Regions from separate parts of the Mus musculus genome. Here regions 1, 3, 4 and 5 are each linked to region 2. A link is a contact called in public ChIA-PET and HiChIP or PLAC-seq data. All regions are on one chromosome and are shown on one strand. Each heading gives the region's core, a stretch centred on a gene start, on an enhancer-like site or on the middle of the called end of the contact. The rest is flanking DNA. Distances are from core to core; before and after follow the strand shown. Region 1 has its middle 15 kb from the start of Gm32382. Region 2 holds the start of Gpr180 (G protein-coupled receptor 180). Region 3 overlaps Dnajc3 (DnaJ heat shock protein family (Hsp40) member C3). Region 4 overlaps Abcc4 (ATP-binding cassette, sub-family C (CFTR/MRP), member 4). Region 5 overlaps Dzip1 (DAZ interacting protein 1).

Evidence for each region. ChIA-PET counts read pairs in DNA pulled down with a chosen protein or histone mark. HiChIP or PLAC-seq counts read pairs in DNA pulled down with a chosen protein or histone mark.
Region 1: an H3K27ac HiChIP or PLAC-seq map of thymic regulatory T cells shows a contact between it and region 2, with 9 times the contacts expected there. The contact joins the enhancer-like site here to the promoter of Gpr180 in region 2. A contact is called at or near these places in 6 of 39 promoter capture datasets (the 3T3-L1 cell line, cranial neural crest, embryonic stem cells and 2 more), 8 of 115 datasets of contacts at active chromatin or transcription factors (astrocytes, bone marrow-derived macrophages, embryonic hindbrain and 5 more) and 1 of 9 other capture datasets (adipose tissue).
Region 3: an H3K27ac HiChIP or PLAC-seq map of embryonic stem cells shows a contact between it and region 2, with 4 times the contacts expected there. The contact joins the enhancer-like site here to the promoter of Gpr180 in region 2. A contact is called at or near these places in 3 of 39 promoter capture datasets (the 3T3-L1 cell line, the HPC-7 cell line and pre-B cells), 5 of 115 datasets of contacts at active chromatin or transcription factors (embryonic stem cells and thymic regulatory T cells) and 2 of 9 other capture datasets (adipose tissue and liver).
Region 4: a contact with region 2 is called in an RNA polymerase II ChIA-PET map of memory CD8 T cells, with 6 read pairs. The contact joins the enhancer-like site here to the promoter of Gpr180 in region 2. A contact is called at or near these places in 2 of 39 promoter capture datasets (embryonic stem cells and pre-B cells), 6 of 115 datasets of contacts at active chromatin or transcription factors (the 230-238 cell line, astrocytes, bone marrow-derived macrophages and 2 more) and 1 of 9 other capture datasets (embryonic stem cells).
Region 5: a contact with region 2 is called in an H3K27ac HiChIP or PLAC-seq map of embryonic stem cells, with 2.5 times the contacts expected there. The contact joins the enhancer-like site here to the promoter of Gpr180 in region 2. A contact is called at or near these places in 6 of 39 promoter capture datasets (the C10 cell line, embryonic stem cells, hippocampal neurons and 3 more), 4 of 484 Hi-C or Micro-C datasets (CD4 T cells, the G1E-ER4 cell line, embryonic stem cells and 1 more) and 4 of 115 datasets of contacts at active chromatin or transcription factors (astrocytes, embryonic stem cells and memory CD8 T cells).

What each region holds. Positions count from the first base shown.
Region 1 is chr14:118,832,777-118,836,877 of GRCm38.p6, reverse strand. It overlaps a transcript of Cldn10 not described here. Among named protein-coding and RNA genes, the nearest start is that of Gm32382, 15 kb to the right of the region's middle. Within about 2 kb of position 2,472, at least 51 of the 459 cell types and tissues checked have an H3K27ac peak or open chromatin away from gene starts, as enhancers often do. A contact at or near this core is called in thymic regulatory T cells, where this site is marked.
Region 2 is chr14:118,135,393-118,139,090 of GRCm38.p6, reverse strand. Gpr180 (G protein-coupled receptor 180) reads right to left here and starts at 1,964. Exons shown (of 9, transcript NM_021434.5): 1 at 1,751-1,964. The coding sequence starts at 1,898.
Region 3 is chr14:118,975,277-118,979,111 of GRCm38.p6, reverse strand. It overlaps Dnajc3 (DnaJ heat shock protein family (Hsp40) member C3), which reads right to left. Exons shown (of 12, transcript NM_008929.3): 11 at 2,254-2,402; 12 at 1-1,085. The coding sequence ends at 928. Among named protein-coding and RNA genes, the nearest start is that of Dnajc3, 39 kb to the right of the region's middle. Within about 2 kb of position 1,506, at least 7 of the 459 cell types and tissues checked have an H3K27ac peak or open chromatin away from gene starts, as enhancers often do. A contact at or near this core is called in embryonic stem cells, where this site is marked.
Region 4 is chr14:118,679,210-118,683,124 of GRCm38.p6, reverse strand. All of the region lies in intron 1 of Abcc4 (ATP-binding cassette, sub-family C (CFTR/MRP), member 4), which reads left to right. Among named protein-coding and RNA genes, the nearest start is that of Gm41247, 17 kb to the left of the region's middle. Within about 2 kb of position 1,849, at least 46 of the 459 cell types and tissues checked have an H3K27ac peak or open chromatin away from gene starts, as enhancers often do. A contact at or near this core is called in memory CD8 T cells and pancreatic cancer cells, where this site is marked.
Region 5 is chr14:118,908,868-118,913,003 of GRCm38.p6, reverse strand. Dzip1 (DAZ interacting protein 1) reads left to right here. Exons shown (of 22, transcript NM_025943.3): 6 at 438-562; 7 at 1,501-1,662; 8 at 3,433-3,570. Among named protein-coding and RNA genes, the nearest start is that of Dzip1, 15 kb to the left of the region's middle. Within about 2 kb of position 2,228, at least 82 of the 459 cell types and tissues checked have an H3K27ac peak or open chromatin away from gene starts, as enhancers often do. A contact at or near this core is called in the G1E-ER4 cell line, embryonic stem cells, liver and 2 more, where this site is marked.

The DNA of each region.
Region 1 (4,101 bases), core at 1,223-3,722, 700 kb before region 2:
CTTTATCTTAGGTGTCCTTGCTGCACCGGCTCCTCTATTTCTCCTTTATATATTAAAAAAATACTTCCAGCAGTTCCCATGGCCCTATTAATATTTTCTTGTATATCTGTTTATTTTGTAAGTTCATAAAGTCTTTAAATGCTTGAATTTTTACTGTATTTATTTTTACTTATCTTTTGGAAATGGGATTCTATTAACCCAGGCTGGCCTTAAGCTTGCTATTTTATGTATCCTAGGATGATCTTGAATTCCTGACCCTCCTGCCTCCATCTCCCAGGTGGGAACGATAACAGGTACGTATCCTATCCCCGACCAGCTCTACAAATGCTATCTTTAACGCTGACATGAAAACACAGGCAAGGGATGTGAACAGAAACCAATGCTAGGAAAATAGCTAAAGTCTACTGACTAAAGACTGCCGGAGATGCACGGTGCCCCAGTGCTCCCTCTGGGTGACAAGTCATTATGAACTGGTTCTACTGCTCTCACAGAATAGCCCTACTGTGCTGCGCAGCCGTGGAACAAAGGACCCTGTCTACTCTTGTTTCGAGTGTATGTCCATGAGGAAGCAGACTGGCGCTGGGGCTGCCACTTCAGTATAGTGCAGGAGAGAGTCTGCTACGCTGAGTCAATAGTTAGGGAGGGATCTGTGGAGGCAGTAAGAGGATGAGGAGAGGTTAGACCTGGGCTAGCTGCTGGCGCTTCGCTCATAGCCTGAGTTGTGCTTCGCTTCTCTGTTTGTTTGCTTGTTTGTTTGTTTTTGTGGCTATTCAATGAGAGTGTGGTCTCTTCAGTGAGTATACGGCTGAAATGTCTTATCTCCTACAGGCAAGTCATGCATACACAGTGACTGACTAGTGATACTTTCTTTCTTCGTTTTGTTTTGTTTTGTTTTGTTTTGTTTTGTTTTGTTTTGTTTTGTTGAGACACAGTTTCTCTGTGTTATATTGGGTGTCCAAGAACTTACTATGTAGACCAGGCTGGCCTCAAACTCACTTAGACCCTCTTGCCCCTGCCTCCTGAGTGCTGGGATTAAAGGCGTGTGCCACCATGGCCAGCCATGACCGTTTCTTAATTCATATGACCTAGGGATTTTTTTCCTACCTTTTTGTGCTGCTAGAAGAAAAACACCAGCTTAATGTATCCTTCAGTGAAAGCAGCAAATTAAAGATTTGTTGCCAAGCCTCACTAAGAAGCAATTCTGTATCATGCACAGGAGAGTGTGTATCCAAAGAAATCAGTTATTGCTCTCTCTCTCTTTCTCTCTCTCTTTCTCTCTCTCTGTGTGTGTCTGTCTGTCTCTCTGTCTTTCTGTCTCTTTGTCATTCTGTCTCTCTTTCACACACACACACACACACACACACACACACACACACACACACACACCACTATGTCCTTTTCCTTTGTGTGTGTTACTTTTCTGATACTATAATAAAATACCACGACTAAGGCTACTTATAGACAAAGAGTTTACTTGGGCTTACAGGTTCTGAGAGATGAGTCTGTCATGGTGAGGAGTCCTGACAACAAGCAACAAGTCTAAAAGCAGCTGGAGCGAAATGCTAAGAGCCCACATCCTACACCACAGGCACCAGTCAGAGAGAGAGCAACTGTCTCGCTGTCTCCCAGAAACATGGAGTGTCTGTATCTTTAAAATATGAAAGATTTCTATTTTAGGGATTCAGCTCCCATATTGCTAGTTAACCACACTGTAATCCTATTTTGAAAAGGGTGGGTGGGGGACTAAAATGCAAAATAGCTACATCACTGCTAGTGTACTTAAATTCTCTATATTTTCAAAGATGGCCCGTTTCCTCTTATTGACGCCTGATACAGTTGAGTAGGCAAAGACCTTTTCCAAGAACTTAGCGTGTGAACTTAGGTAAGTAGCTTCCTTTATATTTCATTTGAGAAGACAGAAGAACAATCCTGTGACCCTTTCTACTATAATAGGCCATTGTAAAGTTCAGTGTATGTCAAGGAAATATTTCAGTGGATAAAATAATACTAAAAACATATGCAAGAGACAGTTGATATACCCAAGGGTTTTTTTTTTAATGCGTGAGTAGCAGGTGTCACCTTCTTTGTAAACGCTCATTCTCCTTTATGCAATTTCTGAGTCCTCTTTGCTAGAATGAAGTCCTAGAGCAAAAGTCTTCCTTGGCCCAGGGACTCAGGCTGATAGATGGGAGGGAAGAAGTGGCTGAGGCCACCTAGGTGGCTGCCCCACCGAGCCCTCCCTTTCAGGTGGATTTGCTGTTTGACTCTCTGGTAATTCAACACCCTGTTTCCTTCCCGTAGAGATCGCATGACTGCCTAAAACGTGCCCCGAGTCTTTGTCTCATGCCATTCATAAATATTGTGGCTTAAACAAAGACCTTTCACATCTCACAAGTCCCCAAATAAACAGCAGCTCTGGAAATGTCAGAGGGCATTCAGAGCACAGGAAGTGGGTTCTGTAAAGGGGATTGGAACCATTTAAGCCTTGTTCCGTGACAACTTCCGGTAGCACCCACCCATCCTCCCCCCACCCCCATCCTACAAACTGAGAAGAAACAACTACAGGTGCCTGGCATTATGAATCTGTTGGTGTGGGTGAGGACTAAACATTGTTCTATGCAGATAGCTGCATGGTCTACTAAGCAGGATTTATTCACTGTTAAGTCCTTTCAAGTTAATGATGTTTAATTCCAGGTTTGAGGCGAGGATAATTAATAAGATTTTCTTCACTACCTTTTTTTTTTTTCTCTTTAAACTATTTTTCTGAGACAAGTACCCCTTTTGTTTTCCAGCCTGGCCTCAAACTTGTGATCCTCCTGCCTCCACCCCTTGAATGCATGAGCCACTAAGTCCCACTCCTGCCATCATTATTAAAAGCAATACCGAACAAGCAGATCTTTTAAAAAATATATTTATTTGCATATTTGTGTGTGCACACACACCACAGCCAACTACACACCACTACAGTATGTAGTTCAGAGAACAATATGCAGGGATCGCTTTTCTCCTTCCACCTTGTGGGGTCCTCAGGTCGGACTCTATGACACAGTGCTGGCGGCACATGTCTTTACATACTGAGCCATTTCCCTGCCCAAATCACTTCTATGCATAAGCTAGTTCTGAAGGAGAGCTAAGAACTACCAAGTCAAGGAGCAATATTAAACTCAAAGTCACTTGAAACTATTGTAGAATTGTGCTGTAATTAGAATGGATTATTTGCCTATAAACTCTAGAGATGCCCTGTGCTTTCTTCAAAAAGAATTAGTGTGGCGTCACAGAGAAGTTGGGTCAGAAATTAGTGTCCTACAAAGGGCTTTTGGGAAATAGGAAAGGACCCATGTGTGCATGAATGCACCTCCTGAAGCCAAAAATAATAAAGGTTACAGGAAAGTCAGGTGACTAAGTTATTCCAGCCTAGAGGCAGACTCGTGAGGATGCTAAGAGCCTCAAAGGAGTGGAGTCCCCGATGCCCTTGACCGCGCATACGAAACTGCATGTTAATAAGGCCAGTGGGTCTTAATTCCTTCCAAACCCTGTTTTCTAAGTTACATGGCACATTCTTTTGAAGGAATTCTCTTTAGTCATTTCAGTTAGTTGGAAGTCCCACTTCCTCTGAGAAATATTCCATGAGATCTGGTGGAAACTATTCATAAAGGGAAAGAAAGCCCTGCTAACTTACTGGCCAGGGAAGTCAGTCAGCAAAAGCAAGAAGAGTTCTGGGGAACTCCTGTAAGTTTTTCTTTTGATTTTTCCAAGATGGGGGGAGGGTGTCTCATCTTACCTCCAACTCCTACTGAGCCAAGGATGACCTGAAACTCCTGCTCCCTTTGCTCCATCTCTTCAGTGCTGGGACTGCAGGCCTGTGACACCATGGCTAGTTTACATCAGGCTGAGCTGGCCAGGGCTTTGTGCTCGCTAGGCAAGTAGAGCCTGACCGTCCTACAACCCTAGCCCTGCCTCAATATTTTATGGACTTACTTTTTAATTATAATTTTATAGGAAATGGTGTGCATCTCTTTGATCATTGTAGGAAGCATTGTGTGGCATCGGCCCTTGGTTCTGCTTCCACAGGCTCCACCCTTGACGGATGGGGATGGTCTC
Region 2 (3,698 bases), core at 715-3,214:
TCACACCGTCTGAAAATCCCAGCTCTAGGGGATCGGCCTCGCTCTCGCTCCCAAAGACACCTGCATAGAAGGGACACACGTAATGTTATTTGTACATGAACAAAAGTATTAATTTAAAAAATTTTAGCATAGAAATAGCAGAAAACAGGGGCCTGCGGGGGAAGAAACGCTGGATGAAGAGAGGGGAACACGAGATTCATTTTACAACCCTCTATTCTTCTGGTGAAGGTCTTTTGTTACCAGAATGACTGCTTTGGTTAAACCTTTTACATAAGTTAAAATGTACACTGTAACTAAAGAAAAAGTCTCTTACGTAAGTTGGTATACTGTATCAAGTGGTATGAAGTGACTCTAAAGTACTATTAACACTTTAAATTGTAATAAGTGACAGGTTTCAGCATAGCTTTACTGTATTTAGCTGGAATCGACCAAAACCTGGCAACAACGAGGTGTAAGTGAACTGTATCTGCATAATATATGAGAGAAGCTACCTGGCCTACCCCCTCCCCAATCTGCCATGAGACGCAGGCAACTTAACATGAACCATCTTTATAATTCAGCTGATACTTGAAAACATTTCCTGAACAGCATCCAGCGTGTCTGTTTGATAACCTAGATTTACCCCATTTCCCCTCCACAAGGTAATTACAATCAGAGTTATCGGTGGGGCACGGACAGTACAAATCACAGCTCCCACAGATCCTTGACTTACCAGCACTAACCAGATCACAGTGATTGTGCTGTCAGGTCTCAAAGGACCTGCTACAACGAGGTGGTGAAGAGACCAAAAATAGGACAAAAAAATACAACAAAGCTGTTTGCTTGAGGGGGGGGGGATCTCTTCTTCATTCGCCCGGGTTTATTCACATTTTAAAAAGCTGACATGTTTTTCTCAGAATTGTAAAACCTTCAATGTTTGTGTTTTTAAAGCCTCCTTTTACAGCACCAATTCTACAAGTTCCCAGGACTTGGCTTTCCTTCCCATGCCAAGCAGCTTCTGATTTCTATGTTCTTCTCCTAAGACCCTCTCTTCAGTAGATACAGCTGCATCTCTAAAGCAACTCCGTCATAGAAGCTGAAGATCTCAGCTTCAGTAAGCAAACGACTCCCTTGAAATGCAGTAATGTTCAAAGGACCAAGAAAACACTCTAAGGGAACAAATAAACGGGGCAAAATTAGTAGAACGAATTGCAATTTCATCAACTGAAGACCACTGATTTTCCTGGAGGATACCAGGAAGTACTTATGAAATGCAGCTCTTACACACATGCCAGAGTGTGCCAATCACGAAACTTTCTAAACACGTAGACACCGTCTTCACCAAATGAACTCTAGGCACACGGTAATAACTAAACTGTTGAGGCAATGACAGATTCCAAATCCGCTCCAAGCAGGTTTCATGCAACCGGTCTTACAAACAACAGGGAAGCTAACTTCCTGGGCTGACATCCACTCATAACCACAGGGCTCGAATGCATACAATCAGGCCAAGTGCGGAGTTGGGGGACAGCCCTGGGGAGATGCAGTGGAGCGGTCCGGTTTGCACCGGGAGTGTCGGGGAAATGGAAATGGCTTTCAGGTGCAATTAGGCTGCAGCCCGGTGGTGAAGGTTCAGGGTCGCGGCGCTGCGGGGATCCAGGTGAGGCCCGGACGACGTGGCGGGAGGGAGGCGCCGCGGCCGCCGCCTACCGACCCCGGGCTCGAGGGAGGCCGCGAGCCTCCACCCCTCGCTCGACCTGCCCGGACCTACCGTGGAACTCGAAATGGCCGATGCTCTGGCCCTGGGCGTCGCGGGCCGCGGCGCTGCTGAAGCTGCCACGCAGGGTCTTGCCCTGGCCGCCCTGCGGCCACCAGCAGCTGCACGTGAGGGCTACCGCCAGCAGCCGCAGGCCGCCCATGCCCGCCGCCCGCTCCGTTTGCTCGCCCGGCAACCGCCTGCGGCCTGCAGCCCACGTCGGCAGCAGAGGGCGGGGCGGGACTTAGGGGGCGGGGCCGGAGACTGACGGCCAATAAGGCGCGGGATCGCCTTCCATGAGCCGGGGACAGTAACCAATCATCGGCCGTGGTGGGCGGGACGTGCAGCAGTGCGGGTCCCGGCGCTCCCCAGCCATGCTGCTAATTCCCGCCTGTTTTAAATGGAGCCCTCCAGGGATGCTGTTTACGGATACTGGAAACAATCACCGTGGTAGCCTTTGCGCGTTACGCCACTGCGCACGCGCTCGTGCGCGCGCCTGTCATTGACGTCCGAGGCTTTCCTGGAAAGAACTGAGAAATACGTGGCCGAAATGTATAGCTGGCAGGAAAACGGCCTCAAAGTTGGGACACATGTTCTTTGCTTTTTCTCTCTCGCGCTTGCTTATTCGCGCGTTAATGTTGCGAGGATACATCACACGTCTAAACTGAAAAGCCTGGCTTCTCTTGGCACCAAACCGATTGTTCCTTCCTTGAATAGGGTTCCTGGACTGGTTGAATTAACTGATTATCCAGTTGGCTAGACAGCTGAGAATGACAGTGACCACCTTCATTCACGGGTAGTCCAAGATCTATTGGCCTTTCTGCTGGTGTGAAGCGGCAGCCAGGACACTATCTGCCATCACTTTGACCTATGGCAACCGGACTCCCTCCAGTGTTGATTCTACCTAGCTACAGTCTACCTCTGACTTCTGAGTTACAGAATACTATAGAAAACATCATTTCCCAGCGCCACATTCCTTTATCCCTTTTGTACACAACCTACGCTTTTTGGAATATGGGTTCAAATATTTCAAATGATCGTCTCCCAACTAATGCCCATTGTTGGTATTCTGTCTAAACTCCATCCCCACAGTTCCTGGCAGCAGCCAGGTAGGCTTGACCCAGTATAAAAGGGGCTGCTTGGCCCTTACACGTACACTCTTGCCTTTCTCTTGCCTCCTGTCCCTTGTGCCCCCCTCTCCCCATCCCCATCCCTCTTCTTTCCATGGCCCGCCTCCACTTATCTACTCTCTCCTTCTCTCTGCCTCTACTACTCTCTTAACTCCCCTCACCACGCCCTAAATAAACTCTATTTTATACTTTACCAGTGTGTGTCTGGTCCCTCCAGGGAAGGGGATGCCCGCTGAGGCTTCCCCCTTCCCCCGCACTCCACCAGAACATATAGTTAGAGCTCTTTCTCTTTTTATGATCACAACACCCATCCTTAACCCTATCAATTCCATACCCACCCTAAACCCCTGTGTCGATGACATTTGCAAATCCTTCGCTGGAGTATTTTCTACGGTTCCTCTCCTTTGCTTCACTTTGCTCTTTTTTTTTTTTTTTTTTTTTTTTCTAGATTCTCCTTTTTCAACACACTCGAAGAAGCCCTTCTGACACGTTCAGACTGTATCAGACTTCAGTGCAACCAGAACACCTTACTCCTTACCAGGTCAGTTACCACAAAATTCTGTAAATGACCTCCAGCTCATCTGAATTTCTCACTCTACTGTAAGATGAAGATGGTCAGAGGTGGTGAGTGCAGCAACTCAAAATTGTGTCACGAATAAGTTCGTACAAATTATCTTCATCCAACAAGATGTTTTTTTATAACACAAAAGCATGTCCTCACCACATACTTCATCTTAAATAAAGAAGCCCCATCAACAGCAGTTTCGGCGCTTCTGGATTCCCAGAATAAGGGTATTCGTATTTTTGAGACTTTTAATTTTTATCCTAATTAT
Region 3 (3,835 bases), core at 257-2,756, 840 kb before region 2:
GCCTCTACTTTCTTCTCACAGAAGAAACAGCCAGGGAACAGCCAGTCCAAAACCCAGCAAGGAAAACAACAGAGACAGCTGCCTCAGCGCACTGCTTGCGAGAGGCAACCATAATGCTCTGCCCATGTTGACAGAGCAACTTTCCACTTCTAACCAATTTTGTGACAGGGAATTTCGACCAAACAACTTGGAACTTCACTTTCTTAAAAAGCATTTCAAACTGACTTTCAACAGTGTTGTCTAGAGAACCACAGAGCCGCTTTCATATACTTTAACTTACTCTGTTTAGTTTAACAATTAAATTCAAGTGAAATTGGTATTCTCCTATAGATATAAAACAACAACAAAAATACTTCCAGTCTATACCTGGACATACAGCCTACCACCTGCTGGTAAGTTTCCTGGAAGACGGTCTCCCCTCCTGCAGTGAGAGCTGAGGACACTGGTACAGAAATACTTGCAAGTGAATGGACTGACCAAAGTCTAAGCATAACTGTTCCTCCAAAAATGAAGCTCAGCTGTCCACACTCCTTTAAGAATACTGAGACACAATCCACCAAAGATCACAGCTCCTCCTCACGGTTAATACACAGCCTGCATAGAATCTGTCTGCTCCAGGGTTATCAATGTCTATTTAACGCTTTTCTGAACACCTCCACAGGATAAGTATCTCAGACCACTTCTCCCAGAAGTCACAAATTAGTATAGGCTGCTTCGTCAGAAATACGGTTAGCTCCTTGCTTCCCACCTTGACAGGCCCATCAACCTTAAGTCTACAATAAGCTCAGCTTTTTTTCTTTAAAACAACTCTTTGGTCATGGACAAACTAAAAGATTTGTTCCATTTTGTTTCCATTAGAATCCCAAACAAAATTTGTTTTTAATGTTAAAAATAATAATAAAGAAGAGGAGCAGTAAAATAGCTGGTTTAATTGAAGTGGAACTTAAATCTGAACGGTCCGCCTGAGCTGAAGGGGTTAAACCCTTGCCATGAGTTCCAACTTCTGTGGAAGGGGTTGCCACCACCTCCTTGTTGACTCTCTGCATCAAGAGGATCTTCTCCATCATCAAACTTCTTTCTCATTTCTAGAAAAGAAAACAGCAAGTTAAGTCCCACATATTAATCTAAGATATGGGTACGAGGCTTTAATACTCAAATCCATACCTTCTCATTCCCATCTTGTAGAAAGCAATTGCAAAGACAACTCCCAAAGTCATGCTGGGCACCGAGCAGCTCGTCACAACTCTTACACCCAGATGAAGTCCATCAGGCAAGAGCCTCACTGAGTCCCCTCCACAAACTAACTAAGGAGCTTCCTGGAGCTATCTGGCCAACAGGTGGAACACAACATTCCATAAGGCTGTTTCCTCCCGAAATGTAGACACGTGAAGAACACAATGAGGCACTCTCAAGATTGGTGGGAGGGGACAGGACGCCCTTAACACCTCCAAATTCCTAAGGAGGAGCCTGGCTCTGCTCTACAAGTACACAGCACTACAATTTGCAATGCCCTTTGCATCTGAAAAGCAGACCAACACCTACTGTGTTCAATAACAAAGTGCTTACTAGAGTACAACTAGGGACAAAAGGCATTTCAATGCTGTAGTATATAAATGGATACACAGAAAAGATTTGCTCAAGAGGCAAAACTTGATTTCCTCATTGTTAAACCTTTCTAGCTGAAATTAGAATGCCCACCCCCATGCATAGCAAAGGCACAGAAGAGCAGTATGGACGAATCCTTAGCCTGTCTCCTTCACATACTTGTCAACCAGAATGTCTGTTCACGTGACTTGGAGCAAGACTGCTGCTAACGTCCACGGAGGCACAACAGGCCCTGCTGATGATCTAGGCTCCTCTCATCTTTTGTAAGCCAGCTTGACGTACTGGGTTCCTCACCAAGCTCCTGAGACACTTAGAAATTTAGTACCAAGAAAGCTAACAGGAGTCTAAGAAATTTGTGTGTTATGTTCAGTGTTGTTCTTTCACATGATTGCAAAAATAAAAAACCTAAGAAGTGAGAGGAGCTTGATCAAGAAAGAAAACATATTCCATATTCACTATTCTTTCCACTACACCATTTCTCTGAGAGTTCTCACACTGAGGCAGAAAGAGGCTGGTGAGACCACAGCACTCAGCAGCACCCACAGCCCTCCAGCTCGCCCATGCCACTCCACACATCATTGGCCCCCTGCCTGGGATGGGAACAGGCAGAGAGGCTCACTCACTGCACCACTTCAAGAGCAAAGGTACCTGGGTCTGAGAGGACTTCTTTAGCAGCTGCTATGTCAATGAACTTTTTCTCTGCTTTTTTCTTTTCTTCTTCATTCTGGAAATTATCTGGATGCCACTGCAGTGCTAACTTTCGGTATGCTTTAATGATTTCTTGTTTTTTGGCATTTCTAAAGGATGGAGGAAATTATTTAGTTAATTGTCAAGAAAAAAGTATTCCACATTCAATATTCTTTTTACTACACCATGTACCTGAGGATTCCCAAACTCATGTAGAAGAGAAAGGGTCCAATTTCTTTTCATTAAAAAACAAAACAAAACAAAACACACACACACAAGAGCTGTGCTGATAGACCTGTTTCAGAACTCAGTGGTAGAGAGCTTGCCTTGCATATATATCAACCTGAGGTTCATCACAGCACAACAAACAAATACTATAAGCTCTGTGTGTGTGACAGGGAGGAAGGGAGAGAGGGAGGGAGAGAGGGAGGGAGGGAGACCTGACTGTACACAGCCTTCTTTTTCTAGAAATTCCAAAGATGTAAGTCAAAGATCAAAAACTTAGCATACTGTTCTAGACAGTCAACTTTGTTTTTCCTTCCTTTTTGGGCCATAGGGATGGGTGGGGGCAAATACTGAGAATTGTATGCAAGGCAAGTCCACTATCACTGAGCTAAAACCCAAGGCTTCCTGAGACACTCACTAAGCATCTTAGAATACAGTACAGGTCTTTACAGCTGTCTCTTTCTAAGTCTCCACACTACCAGGATTTAGGTTTTTCTGGGCATTAAAAAGACTTTCACACCAGAGATGGTAGTGTAAGCTTTAATCCCAGAAGCACACAGAGGAGAGGCCCAAGAGTCCCTCTGAGTTTAAGGCCATTTAGATCTTCATTGTGACTTCAGGCCAGTCAGGATTATACAGTGAGACCCTGTCAATCAGAATAAAGCGCACACACACATACATAAACTCTATTTTGAACCCCTTACTTTAGGTTAAGTTTACTTAATACTACAAAAGCTGACAGCCTACTTGGGTCTGTTTTTTTAGATAACAATTTTTATTTTATGTATATATTGCTTGCATGTGTGACCATCATGTGTATGCAATGACAGAGAGCCAGAAGAGAAGGCCAAAACTGGAGTTAGAGATGGTTGTGAGCCTTATCATGCATACAGGTACTGAGAGCTGAACCTGGGTCCTCTGCAAGACCAAGTGCTATTAACCACCAAGTTCTCTCTCCACCCTGGAAAGTGGGTCTTATAATAACAGTACAACTATAACTTTAGGCCCAGGGGAGGGCTTCATTTTCCTTCCCACTCCAACCAAACTAAAGTGTAAGTCATTGTGTTAATCTTTTGTCCCAAGAGTTGAGGATAGGAACTATTGGTGCCCCAGCCTTCCTTCACACCAGCTCCTCTCTATTAGAGCTCTGCTGGTCTTTATAAAAAGGCTGCCTGTAACATACTGAAGACAGTTCATGATGCTAAAGTTTGTTAGAAATAATAAGACTGAAATAACATGAGTAAACAAAGAGAACCAGGATAAGACAAAAAGAGCTACATTAGTTTTAAAGCAGTTGATTAAATACAGCATGCAAGCT
Region 4 (3,915 bases), core at 600-3,099, 540 kb before region 2:
GCAGAAATGTGGAGCAGGCATCTCTGGGTTCAGCTGGAACTAGGAGGAAGGTGAGGGGAGCCCATGATGCCTAGTCAGGGCTCACCTCTAACTCTCCCATGCACTTGAAGAAAGTTCACCAAAAGGCTCACGGCCTTCCTTTGTGTAGGGCTTTGATGGCACAGCCGTGAGGCTGCCCAAGGGCCTAAACTCATAACTGGATGGAAGCAGGGGCCAGGGACATTATCTGGAGCCCCGCCCTCCCCCAAGCTAAGTTCACTGTGCTGCCATTGCAGGAAGCCTGTGACGTCACCCCAGACAGAGCTGTCACAAAAGGGAAAGGCCCAGACTTACTGTATGGACTGCCGGTTTAGAGACTTTGCTAAAGATTTGGCTTCCTTTTGTGGAGATGCCAAGTAACTCTGGACCTGGCTTTGCATACGGTGCTTTTTGGATTCGGAGAAAAATCAGTTGCCATAGATACATACTTTTGTATGCTTTTATAACGAAATGTCTTTTTCACTCCTGTGTTACTTGAAGACATTAACTTAGTAGGGTTTCAAGGTATGTGTGTGTGTGTGTGTGTGTGTGTGTGTGAGAGAGAGAGAGAGAGAGAGATTAAGAGGGAGTTTGTGGTTTTAAGTAGCAAGAATTTAGGTTGCCTAGGCACATGGTTTCTTTTATGCTAGAAGCTTTGGAAAACAAAACTGTCAGAAATGATTAGTCCCCTCATGGAGTTTGTAGCTCATGAAAAGCGGGGAGGACTGGGTTAGATTTCGTGCTGGTTCTGGAACTTGTGGTCACTTAAACACAGAATATGCAGGAAAGTACCTCCGCATCTCAGGCCTGTGGAAGTTTTTTTTGGGGGGGGGGCACGATAGAGGTGGGGGGGTGAGACAGGATTTCTTTTTGTAGCTCTGGTTGCCTAGAACTTACAGAGATCCTGTTGAGTGGTGGGATTAAAAGTGTGTGCCAAGGGGCCTGGCCAGTGAGAGTTGTCCATAAGACACCACAGCAGAATAGATTACATTGCTTGGGAAAGTTGTAGATAGATTTTTATCTTTGAATAATAGACTATTGCAAATGCGTCATACCCAAAGTGGTGGCTGTTCAGCAAATGGCCTGAGACCTTTCCTGCAAGGAGTTACTTCATATACTTGAGACATGCTTGCATGCATTTGCTAATTTAGATGTTTCATGGATGCAGTTGATGGATGCAGTTGGTAGGTAGAGGCATACAAGCAGTGTTCTCGGGTGAGAGGAAAAACCTCGATAGAGGTCGGCCTCGTTTTTCAAGCTATCATGGAAGGCCTTGAAAACTTCGGCTCCCTTCTTCCAGTTGCGTGTGCTGTCTTGTTCCGTGATGTCCCTCTGCTTCTGTTAGAACCAATGCCTGCTGTATACATAGGAACATAAACTTGAGTAAACCAGATGGTTCCAGTTCAAAGCAGAGCTTCTCAAGGTATTTATGAGAGCCATTACAAGTCATTGTCTCCTTACTGATAAATTTGGGTAATCAGGGTAATATTAATAAACACAGACTGCTCATCTGCTGAGGGCTAAAGGAATGCAAATAGTTTTGAGGATTTGTAGGCTAAAAATCTCTTACAATGAGCTGTGGTCTGGAAGAATAAGCAACCTTTATATAGTGGGAGTGGGTGGGTGGTATGCAGGGATGGGTGGGGGGGCTATAAGAGCCAACAGCCAATACTGCATCTGCTTTCTTGTGCCCCCCACCTTTCAGGCCAGTATCTCAGTGCTGTGGCCTTGGTGGCCTTTGGTGATTTGTTTACAGCCGGGTGTGTGACTCAGGGTGGTAGACGCTGTTTTAGAGAGAGCTCAGCCAATCCCTATCAGATTGCACATGAGATCTGCCCGCAGCTGTCTCCAGATTTATTTGCTTGCTTCTCTTCAACCACAGACACACGCTAACCTCAGCCTAGGTCTCGAGAAGCGGAGGTGACTGGTCCTTTCTGGTCGGGTCCTTCCTCCCCCTGTATTTTTTGTTTATTCTCTGGTGAAACAGACCCAGAGGAACTTTGGTGGTGCCTCTGCCTCGAGACTCCCTGCTTCGGATGTGGCTCATAGACCCAGAGAATGGCTGCTCCCTGCGTCCTGGGAGAAGTGTGGACTCTCCAGCTCCTTCAATAGTGCGCCGACCCAGAGCCATCCATGAGGTCTCTGGGGAACGGAAGTGCCGGGGACTGGGGGGAGAAAGAACCCAGACCCACTACCATTGTTGTCTGTCTAGATAAAGCTGGTCGGTGCCTTATTCTGAGGACAGGAAGAGGAAGGGTAGAGGTGTGCTCATGAGATGGATTTCTAAGTCTTCTTTGCCTGGAGATCTCACCTAGCAGCAAGTGTGCTCAGAAGACGTTGGGTGGTTAGTCCAGAAATCAGGAGATAGAAAAGGCGGCTTCAGGTGCTTAGCTGAGCTCAGTGGAGGCTGTGGCTTGCCTATACGTCTATCTTAGATCACAATGCTAACTGAAAGATGGAAGGCATATAGCCATCTCTTGATGAGTGACATACAGTAATAGATGTGTTACCACAAATGACACCAGGATTAGCACTTGGGTTACTGGCCTCATAGAAAGCCCAAGGCTTATTGCATGCCTAATGTGAAGACCATACAAATGTGGATTTTCTCCCAATCTTCCCTTCTCCTTCATGTCTTCTTTTTTGGCCGTGGAAATGACAAGTATGTATGCAGTAGAGTGAACAGAACAGTCTAACCAAGTCCCAAGCAGCCTCCTCTGAGCTTCAGCCATGATCAGCTCCCAGCCAATCTCATCTGCTCTCTACCCCACTCTCTTCCCCACTCGGAGACTCGTACACTTGTGTGTTCTTGGTTGCAAGCACGTTTCCTTGCTTTTGATTTGTAAAGGGACGCTAGAACCTTGATTTGTTAAAGTTGTTATGCGCTTGCCGTAATCTCACGAGTATTCTAGGGGATGCTTAATTATGACCGTATAGGCACTGTTAAATCAACCGTGAACACCACGCCGTCTGTCTTGTCACTTTCTGTGTGTCTGTATGAGTTTGTGGGTGCACATCTGTGCATGTGAGTGTATGAGCAGGCCAGATGTTGACGTTAGGTGTCTTCCTCAATCCCTATCCACCTTAGTTTTTGAGATAGTGTCTCTCACTGAACCTGGAACAAACAACAAATTCAGCTGGAGAGCAGTCCAGCCATCCTCAGGGTTTCTTTCGCCTCTGTCTCCTCAGCAATGGGATTATTGGTACGTGATGCTGTGTATGATGTGTGTGTGTGTGTGTGTGTGTGTGTGTGTGTGTGGTCAGAGGACAACTGGGAGGAGTTGTGCGTCCCTCCACCACGTGAGTCCAAGGGATTAAATCCGGTTGTCAGGCTTGCTGGCAGGTGTCTTTGCTTGCCGAGCCATCTTGCTGGCACAGGTTGGACCATCTATGACTAACCACACACCTCCGTGCGGCTTTCTCACCTGTACAACCTGCCGTTCTCTGAGTCTTGATCTCAGACCCACAGACTGGAAGCCCAGCAACAGGGATCTGGCTTTACAGCTCGTGGGCTGCACAGATGTTTTCTTGTAGCTTAAAATTCAAGGTCTGAATGTTAGAGAGTGTAGCAGCAAAGGAGGAGGGAGATTTCAAACCATGCCTTTTCTTTCTGGTGCTGGCAGCAGAAGTGCTGAGGGGGCAGTGATGGCTGGTGGGCACTGTGCTGAGCCCTGCAGTCTCATATTGGACTGAGGTGCATATGGTGAAGCCCTGATGGAAGAAGCCATCCGAGTGGAGATGCTGACATCTTCACTGTCAGAAGGCCATCAGTGTCTTGAGAAGTTAGTGGGAAGTCAAGAGTTCCCAGAGTTGATCAGAACTTCACAGGGTCCCGACTCAGACTGCTTCAAGCCTGTAAGATTGGGGTTCCTAGGACACTCACTTCTGACACAGTGA
Region 5 (4,136 bases), core at 979-3,478, 770 kb before region 2:
CTCTCAGTGATCGCTGATAGGGGACTTCGGGGATCTTGGGTGGGAGTGCAAACCACGGTGACTGTATAGTTTCAGTACTGTGCTACTTGTAGGTGAAGCTCTTGCTTCTCTGCTTTGAGTGAGACGAACATCTCTGAAAAAGTCCTGAGCACTCGTGGGTCAGAACCACCGGGCTCACTCCCTGAACAAAGATCTCACGGTGACCCTGTTGAATAATCAGCCTTAGTACAGTGAGTGGCGGAAAGAAGCCACTGAAACTAATGAAGTGTCTGGTCACAGAAAGGGCTCCAGACAAACAGTAAAGAGCAGGACTGGGCTCGTGGCAGTCCCAAGGGAGAGAGAGCATTTTCCTTTGTCTTATCCTTAGAACTGTGCCCCGTGAGTGTTCAGGTGAATTCATAAGAAATCGTTTTCTAACTAGATCTTCTCTTGCACAGAGTATAATACAAAGGCCCAGACCGACAGGCTCCAGAAGGAGATTGACATGTTGAAGGAACAGCTGCAGCTCACTAGGTCTCAGCTGGAGTCTGCACAGCACTCTCATGCAGTTCGCTTCTCTAAGGTGGGACACAGGGCTCTGTCCTGGAGATGGTGCAATGACAAGTACTTTAATGCAGGGAAAGAGGCATGCTGGCTTCATGGTGTGTGTGTGTGTGTGTCAGTGTGTATGTGTCAGTGTGTGTGTGTGTGTGTGTGTGTCAGTGTGTGTGTGTCAGTGTGTGTCAATGTGTCTGTGTCAGTGTGTGTGTCAGTGTGTGTCTATGTCAGTGTGTGTGTGTCAGTGTGTGTCAATGTGTCTGTGTCAGTGTGTGTCTATGTCAGTGTGTGTCAGTGTGTGTCTATGTCAGTGTGTGTCAACGTGTCTGTGTCATTGTGTGTGTCAGTGTGTGTCAGCATGTGTGTATGAGAGAGAGTGTGTGTGTATCGTCTGTGTATGATATATGTGTGTATTGAGCATGATATGTGTTGCATGTATGTATGCATACTCGTATGGGCTGGAGTCCTTATTCCTTTGAGACAATATCTCTCACTGAACCTGGTTAAGGCTGAATGCCCTCAGGCCTCAGCAGTGCTCCTGTTTGTGACTCGCACAGCACAGGGTTGTAAGCTCGTATGGGGCCATGCTGGGTGTATACATTGGTGTTGGGGATTTGACCTCAGATCCTCACGCTTCTGCAGCAAGCACTGTTAACCACCAAGCCGGAGCGCCAGGCTCCAAATGTGGTTTGTTTGTTTCTGTTTACTTGCATTTATTTATTGAGCACATGTATGTGGGCGTGGGTGTGTTCTTTACCCACTGAGCCATCTGCCTGCTCCCCATCTGTGCTTTGGTAGGGAAGAATCACTGTGTATAGGCCAGTGGCTTTGGAGAGTGTTACTACAGGTCTAATTCACAGAAGAAATACTAACAGATTTGGGGTGAAGCTATGATTTGTTTAAAAAATTTGCACATGTGTTATATCCAGAGCCCCTAGTGACATAATGCTAAAATAATTTCAGGACTATGAAATGCAGAAATCAAAAGAGGAAGACTTTCTGAAGCTGTTTGACAGATGGAAAGAGGAGGAGAAGGAGAAGTTACTCGAGGAGATGGAGAAGGTCAAGGGGATGTTTATGAGGGAATTTAAAGAGTTAACTTCTAAGAACTCAGCATTAGAATATGTAAGTATGCAACCTAGACGTCTTCATAGGATCGCTTGCTTTAAGATGGGTGTTAGCATGGCATCATAGCCAGGGGTCAGGTCGTTTACATGCCAAGTATACACCACCCCTCCTCCCCGGGCATCCCAGGTCGCAAGAGGCGCTGAGGAGGTAGAGCAGGTGAGCGAGACTGTTTTGTTGTGAGTGGGTGGTCTGTCCCCAGACCCTAGAACAGAACCCCTGTGGGTGTATCTGTTCCACCCAAGAGGAAACTTCCTCACCTGGTTAGGTTTAAATAGCCTTAAACCACAAACCCTTGAACGAATTCTAGAATGTTCCAAGTAGTGGGTGGAAAGGCTGATACAGATCACCAAGGCAGCAGAAGAGGAAGAGTATTTGCTAGCCCTCTCCTCGGTCCACACCTGACCTTTGAGGAGGATCGGGTCTCTAAAGTAAGCAGGAACCGGCAAGGGGGCCCTGTGCCGTGTGGGAACAGCTGTGGTCCACAGACACCTCCACATCCTCTGTGCTGATCCAGTTCCTGAGGAGAAAAGGAGGGAAATGAGGTCGATCCTTGGGCTCCCTCTAGGGGCGGACGAGTTTCAGAAGCAAAACTAAACACAACACCAGAATCCTTTTATTTATTTTCCTTTCCTGCTCAGGATCTCGTCCAAGACGCCATGTTACAGTGGGTCATTCCGACTCCTTAGGCTTTTCTGTGGCCGGGGATAGTTTGTCAGCCTTGTTGTTGTGGAAGCTAAAGATCTGAAGTGCGGGTTGTTTGTATGGCAAGTCCCGTTGCTGGGGTTCATCTGACTAGTGACAGGGTAACGTGATTAGTCAGCGTTTCTGTGGAGTGGATCTCGGAGACAGTGTGTCGCTTCGTCGAATTGTACCAAGGTCACACATGGTCTCCGTGGTCTAAGGCTTTCACTTTGGCCTTGCCACCCGGAGCTGTAGTATTGGTAGGAAGGAACTTCTGTACGGAGAAGTTTCTTTGCACTTTCAGCGGTTGCAGTGAACGGACAACGAAGTAGTGGTATAATGTCCGTGATGTTAACTTTATCGCCTGTTGTTGTCTGAGATTTTTTTTTCCATAATTAACTTTAGGGAAATTAAAACATTTATATCCCTGGTGGATTTACTGGTATGGCCTCTGGGCAGTGTTCGTCTTCTATTGCAATATCGTAACTTCTCAGAAGTGTCACAGGCGTGGTGATACACCCCTGCAATCCAGCACTGGGAGGCTGAGGCGGGGTCAGCCAGAGTTCAAGTCCAGTTGGGCCAAGGCAGCAAGATCTGCCTTAAAAAAAATAAACAGAAAGAGGAGATATACCCAGTTCCTCTCACAGATGTTTCTGTCAAGAATTTAAAGACCCATCGTCAGAGGTCAGAGGTTGGCTTGGGGAGTGGGTGAGGGGGCAGAGAGATGGCCAGCGAGTAAAGCAGCTGTGTGCAAGCCGGCTTCAGTCCGCTCTCAGTCCCTGAAATGCGCAGAAAGGCAGAAAGTGAGACTGGACTACGGTTGTCCTCTGACATGGACATGGGCATACCCTGGCTCCCAGTAACAAACCATTTTAAAAAAACATGAGTCTCCTTCCCATTTTTTCCACATTCTGGTGGAGATATCAAAGATCAGAGACTGGTAGAAAAAGAGCAAAGCGGAGGAGACAGGCAAGGGGTGTCCGGAGGGAGAGGGATGGCTGAACGCGGCTTTGTGCTTCTGGCTTCTTCGCTGTTGCCGTTAAGTCAATGTCTGACGTTTCTCTTGGTGATTCTTTTCATCCATAGCAGTTGTTAGAAATACAGAAGTCTAACATCCAGATCAAGTCCAACATAGGCACCTTAAGAGACGTTACTGAGCTGAGAGAAGACCATCTTCCGTGTCCCCAGGACTTCCAGAACATGCTACAGCTGCTTGACAGCCAGGTACAGCACGCGTGGTGACCGCGGCCACAACATGTAACATGTATCTAATTACGTGTGTGTGCCTCCATGAGCTTATGTGCACGGCATATATGCAGTGCCCATACAGGCCAGGAGGAGGGCACTGGATCCCTTGGAACTAGAATTACAAGTGGTTTTGAGCCATGGTGTGGATGTTTGAACCCAAGTCCTCTACAAGACCAGTAAGAACTCTTAACCATGGAGCCAGGTCTACATCGCCTTGGTTTTTCTCTTAATGAGTTCGTTCCCAGCAAACGTTTTTGTTCTGTTTCTTTTTTTTTTTTCCTGTCTCACAACAGATGCCTAATTTATAGTAGGTGTTGACTCACAGGTGTGAGTATGGGATAGTAGTTCACACTGTTTCAGTTTCTGCCCACAAAAATGTCACTCTGAATTAGTCAGTTCATATTATTATTCAATGTTTTCCTGGCTGCAGTTATAGCTCTCACTTAAAAAAAAATGTGCATTGAGCCGGGCGTGGTGGCACACGCCTTTAATCCCAGCACTGGGGAGGCAGAAGCAGGCGAATTTCTGAGTTTGAGGCTAGC